2 separate regions of the Mus musculus genome follow, and region 1 is linked to region 2. A link is a contact called in public Hi-C data. All regions are on one chromosome and are shown on one strand. The core of a region is the stretch at or near the end of the contact, and the rest is flanking DNA. Distances in the headings are between cores, read along the strand shown.

Region 1 (2,948 bases), core at 228-2,727, 87 kb after region 2:
GCCATGTGCATGCAGTTGCTCTTAGAGTCCAGAAGAGGGCGTCAGATCCTGTGGCGCTGGATTAGTGATGTTGTTGGGAGGGGCTCCATACAGGTCCTGTTGAGCAGACTTCGTACCCAGGGTGTTTGCAAGAGCAGCAAGTACAGCAATTGTCTGCAACCACCCAGCCATTTCTCTAACCCGGAAGTAATATTCTAATATCCAGGGATGTGAGTCAGTTTGTCTTTTTTGTTTATTTCTTTTGTTGACAGTAAGCTAGCCATGTTATTTTTGTCAACCTAGGATATATTCTTGGATTCTTTCAAGGACGGTGTTATACAATGTTTGTGCTACTGTTCCAAATAGCCTCTGAGAGGCTCCACCCAGCAGCTGACTCGGACAGACAGACACTCACAGCCAAACAGTTGATGGAGCTCTGGGACTCTTGTGGCAGAATAGGAGGAGGGATAGCTAGCCGCAAAGAGAAGAGAGACTCCAGAGGAGGATCAACAGAGTCAAGAAACCTGAACCCTTGGGGCTCTCAGTGTCTGAACTACCAACCAAAAAACATGCACATAGGTAGCAGATTACAGTTTGGTTTTCATATGGGTCCTGAATAACTGGAGGGGGGCTATCCCAAAAGCTGTTGCCTATACATGAGATGTGTTCTTCTAGCTGGGCTGCCTTGTCTGGCCTCAGTAGGAGAGGATGCACTTAGCCCCTCCAAGACTTGAAAGGTCGGGGGATACCAAGTGGGTCCACACCTGCTCAGAGGAGGAGGGGAGAGGGTGGAGGAATGATCATGGAAGGGGGTAACTGGTAAGGGGGCAGTAAGCATGATGTAAAGGAAATAAGTAAAAAAAAAAGAAGATGATGAAGAAAGAAAGAAAGAAAGAAAGAAAGAAAAAGAAAGAAAAGGAAAGGAACAAAGAATTTATTTAAAGAACCTTTGTGGGTTGACTTAGTAAATAATACACCCTCTTGTCAACTGACGCTTTATTCTTTTGTAATTTAATAACTTGTTACAGTTTTTGGAACACTGGAGAAATCAAGTCTTCAATAAATCATTCAATAGTACATGAGTCTTCCTCACAAATATTGAGCATACATTTTTAAAAAGTGTAGAATTTTACCCCCAAAATGTCATATTTAGAACTAAGAAGCCTAGAGTCACTACATAGTATAAAAAAAGAAAGCATGGTAAATGGCTTCAGAGTTCTTATAGCTCAGTTACTCTTGGATTATGCTAATTGAAAAGTTATAAAATGGTATTAAAAAAATAACGCGTGAAGAATTATGCATGAAACACTAGGGCATTTTTCTGAAGGAGAAAAGAAAGCAGTCATTCTCACACCAGCAGAGGTTCAACACAAGGTTCTGGCTGGAAATTCCACGGCTCCTATTTCTCCCTGTTTTTCTTGCACCAGATGGCACTGTTTAGTTCTCTTTTGCAGCCTTGTTCTGGAACTTTCTGTGGGAGAATCTGTTTCAGTCCAGGCTCACCAGTGACACCTCCTATATCCCACATGAGGCCTTTGTGGATGCTTGAGAGAGGCCTTGACTCATGTGTAGCTGTGTCTCGCAGGACCCACGGCAAGCTTGTTAGCAGATCTGAATAAATCCACGGATGGATGGGAGCCTGAATTTTCCTCCCAGAGTTCAGCGGCTGTTTTGATTCCAGACGTCTTACAGTGGTGTGGTTTTTCAGAGTCTTTGCAGGCGGCTCTTATTATCTGATGCATCTTAGATGTATTATATGAGTAAAAGTGTGTCTGTAGTCATACAGACACAATCTTTTTTTATGAAGTCTCTTGGAGCTCTTAAAATGCTCTTTGACATTCGGTAGGACTTCTGTTCCACAGCATCATTGAGTTATATTAGCTTCAGATATTAAAACTCAAAGAACGTTTTGTGCCATTTCTATTTATTCCTAGGGCTGGTTTATAAAGAAATTACTGCAGACCTTTGATGTCACTGTGTCTGAGGCTAGCTGTTCTATCTCCTCCTTGCTACTGCTGTCAGTACAGTATGCCTTCAGGAAAGCAGCCTCAGCTCACTCCTTAATAAGAATGCCAGTATCGCACTGTGGTCCCTCCCCTTCCTGATTCTTTATAAGCATATTATTTTGAGGTGTTTTTTCTTTTTAGACTTTATTAAATGCTGATGAATGTTTTTGCTCGTCTGTATGTCTGACTCCACTAGGTCTGAACGGGTCAGAAGAGGGCATTGACTTCCCTGGAAATGGAGTTTCACTTGGTTGTGAGCCTCCATGTAGGTGTTGAGAATTGAACTTGGGTCCTTTGTAAGAATCCGTACTCTAACCTCCTGAGCCATCTCTCCCACTCCTATTTTACTTATTTTAGTGTGTGTGTGTGTGTGCGCGCGCTGCACGCATGTGTGCATGTGTAGATAGGTAGGTGTGTGTATGTATGAGTACAAATGTCTGCATAACACAGAAGACAATATTAATTTCCCATGGAGCTAGAGTTACAGGTAGTTGTGAGTTGCCTAGTGTGTGCACTATGAAACTCTGGTCCTCTGCAAGAGCAGCAAATGCCCTCAACCACTGAGACATGTCCTGGTCCCCACTTCTTTTCTACAACTCTTTTAATTTAATTTAATTGTGCTTAATTTTGAGATCAGGTCTCATGTAGCTTTGACCTGCAGTCTGTAGCTGAAGCTGACCTTTAGCTTTTGACACCCCCCCCGCCCCCCCCCCATCTCAGTGCTTGGATTACAGCTGTGTACCAGCACACCTGACCTCGTTTTGTGACTAATATACATGCCTGGAGCATCATCGTGTGATGCTCTCATGAATGATGCTCCCATGAAAGCTGCTTTCCCTTTCCTGTTGTTTCTCAGAAACAGTGGATTGTTGACACTCACTGATATTCCTGTAAATGCAACACTTTTTTTTCTCCTTCATCCTGAGTTTAGCACTGATTGCTGCTGTCCTTCGGTATTTCCTT
Region 2 (3,007 bases), core at 203-2,702:
TGAAAGACAGGAAGCTTTCTCTCTGGTGTTTTTTGGGAGACTGTGACAAAGCATAATAAAATAGAGCTAGAGAGACAGCTTAGTTGGTGTAAAGGTCGTGGTGGGAGTAAGAAGACGTGTGTCTTATCCCTAGACAAGGTAACCATGGACAAAATCCAGAACCGGTGGCCAGAATTTGTAATCCTAGTGGCGGAGACAGAGGCCTAGATCCTTGTGGGCCACTTACCTGAGTGTCTAGCCTGCTTAAGCGACTTCCATGTAAAAGTAAGAGATGCTCTTTTTTTCAAAAGCAAAGTAGGTGTTATCCTTAGAAACTCTAGCCCCTCATCCACAGAGAGATGCACACCTATGCATGCACGCACATCTACATGCACATTCACACACATAAATGAAATATATGAAGAAAATCATAAAAAAATAAAGGAAAAAAAGAGCAGACTCTCCGTGTCAGAGTGCACAGAGTGCCTGCTCTGCAACTAAACATGGTGGGATGCTGAGTGCATTTCACTGTGATGGCATGTGATGGCCCTTGTGTAAAGTACTGCAGAGCAACCTGTTTTCTAGGAGCCTGTCCTGTGGAGGCGTTGGAGCCTGCTTTGACCCTTACAGAGATTTCTGTCCTCACAGCATCACTCGTGGTGGTTTGTATCTGTGGAGGCAGCTTTCCCTTTCTGGAGCATCTCAGAAAGGCCTGTGCCCTGCTTGTCTCTCGCACTCTGGAGGATTCTTAGCTTAGAGCTGGTTCCTTTTGAGTTGATTCTTGGCAGTGGGCCCTAGCTTCCTTCCTGGCAGGTCTAGTGTCTCTTAGGGGCAGAGAGGAGATCAGATGCAGATAGCAGAGACATAATTTCTGCCTCCTGAATCTCTCAGCTGAAGAGTGCTTTCCCTCCTCCCAAAAGCTGAAGGAAGAACACATTCATCATTCAGGGTAATGAGCAGGAAAGAGCTGTAGCGTTCTCTACTCCATAGCAGAGTGTGGGATGAAATCCTTTCTGTTTACAATTCAGCTGTCTCTTGGTAGTGTGCATGGAAGTTGAAGTCATTTTAAGCTGTTCTCTCATGCTCAACTTGTGAGACAGTTCATCTATAAACTCGTCCTTGGAGGTTCAGGAGAAGCTTTTTGTAAATTATGAAGGTCTGAGATTGTGTGTGTGTGTGTGTGTGTGTGTGTGAGAGAGAGAGAGAGAGAGAGAGAGAGAGAGAGAGAGAGAGAGAGAGAGAGAGAAACACACGTGTACATAAATACATAAATGCCTGGGGTTGGCTGGGTAGGAATCAGGATGAGATGACCACAGTCGAGTCAGTGCCATACACAAATCTGGAAGATGCTCGTGGGTCTGCACAGACAGAGGAGCCCTTCTGACAGTTTTATAGGCGCTGCAGCAGTCCTTCTTCTGAGAAATGGAGGAGGTCTTGAGCACCAATCATCCCTTCTCAGACTCTGCCAGAGGAAGGGTGGCTCCAAGTGCAGCTGCAGTGGAAAGAGCATTCCCTCACTGCAGCTGAGACAATTCCTCCATATAGCTCGTCCCATTTCAATAGTAAACTGTCTGTTTAAAGCAAAACAAAAAAGGCAAGTGGGAGTTAGAAGGAGAGTTTATGCCAGGAAATGGAAATGAGTTGCTGAGGAAGTCTGTCTTGGTTATGGTTTCAGAGTTATTAAAAAGGCTCAATTGCTAGTCTGTCATATCTTTGTGTATGTTTCTGTGAACTTCTAATTCTCCCAAAACATTGAGGCTAAAATAGCAAGTCAGACTTTAATTAGAGAGCACACCACGGTTGGGAGGAATGATGGGCTCCTAGCTCTTAAGCCTAACATCCTGCACCAGCTCTCCTCCAAAACGGGTGGTAGAAGTAGGTTGAGCTATGGTGTCCTCTGGTCCTTCTCCCTTCCTGATGGCTTTGAACTGTTCAGAGAGTGATTAAGGCTCTGTCAGAGCAGGTGGGGTTTGCCATTGGCAGTGATGTTTCAATAGTGTTTCCAGCTGGCTCCAGGTATGAAGCGGGGCCTAGGAGTATGTGATGCCATTCAAAGGTAATTTGTCCTTACCTTTGATCTAGCTGGAGTGTGAGCCTGAAGCTGTTCTACAGCTGTGCACCATTCAGTCCTGTTCGGGTAGGGTCCACTTCCTTCATTCGCTGATAAGGAATGGAGGTGGGAGAGATAGATGGATACTTGGCATGGCTGCTGTGGAGCCCAAGCTCTTCTGGGCAGTCACTGGCTGCTGAACATATTCTCTCCAGTAAAACACCTGCTTCTCCTCACTCCCTTTTCTTGTGCACCCCTCCCCTCCCCAAGAAGGACAAGCAACAATTTACCTGCTTATCTGAATTTCCTTCGTTCTCACCCTTAGAGAACATCCTATACTCAGATATATTTGGAGTGTGTGGTTTTAGCTATCAGCTTGCTATAACCTAGAATTACTAGGGTAAAGACCCTTAGTGGAGGAGGAGTCATCTTAATCAGGTTGGTTTGCCCACTTGTCTGCTAGGGGTTTTCCTCACACATAATTGATGTAGGAAAAGCCAAGCCTGTTTTGACTGGCCCCATTCCCCGTGCAGGGTGTTCACACTGGGTGAGAGCAAGCAGGCAAGCACCCAGTCGTTGCTCTCTTGTCTTCATTGTGGCGGTGGTGGAAGCAGCGGCTTGAGTTTCTGCCTCAGCTTCTCTAACTAGTGGAGAGTAACCTAGAACTGTAAGCCTGCGTAAACAGCTTTCTTCTCCTAAGCTGTTATTTTTAACACAACAGCAGAAATCAAACTAGAACAGAATGTAAACTAAGTGGGCTGTCTGTCTCTGCCCTTCTTTCCCTGACTCTGAGGCAGTTTCATGCTCTTACTGATTCCCACTGTTCCACAGATAAGTCACTGAGCCTCAGGTGATTGGCATAGTGGCAGTCATACCCAGTCTCACCTGTCTTCTGAGAGAAGAACTCCCTATAGAGGGGCAGGAGAGAGCCAGAGGACCTCAGAGACCCACCTGAGCCATGGACCAGCTGTGAGGCCT

What was found. A called contact is a pair of places that touch in the nucleus more often than the background predicts.
Region 1: a Hi-C map of cortical neurons shows a contact between it and region 2, with 2.3 times the contacts expected there. The contact joins two enhancer-like sites. A contact is called at or near these places in 7 of 484 Hi-C or Micro-C datasets (cortical neurons, gonadal supporting cells, immediate neuronal precursor and 4 more) and 1 of 115 datasets of contacts at active chromatin or transcription factors (kidney).

What each region holds. Positions count from the first base shown.
Region 1 is chr5:132,112,185-132,115,132 of GRCm38.p6, reverse strand. The region is part of intron 2 of Auts2 (autism susceptibility candidate 2); the gene reads left to right. Among named protein-coding and RNA genes, the nearest start is that of 4930563F08Rik, 230 kb to the right of the region's middle. Within about 2 kb of position 1,477, at least 12 of the 459 cell types and tissues checked have an H3K27ac peak or open chromatin away from gene starts, as enhancers often do. A contact at or near this core is called in cortical neurons, where this site is marked.
Region 2 is chr5:132,199,241-132,202,247 of GRCm38.p6, reverse strand. All of the region lies in intron 2 of Auts2 (autism susceptibility candidate 2), which reads left to right. Among named protein-coding and RNA genes, the nearest start is that of 4930563F08Rik, 320 kb to the right of the region's middle. Within about 2 kb of position 1,452, at least 17 of the 459 cell types and tissues checked have an H3K27ac peak or open chromatin away from gene starts, as enhancers often do. A contact at or near this core is called in cortical neurons, where this site is marked.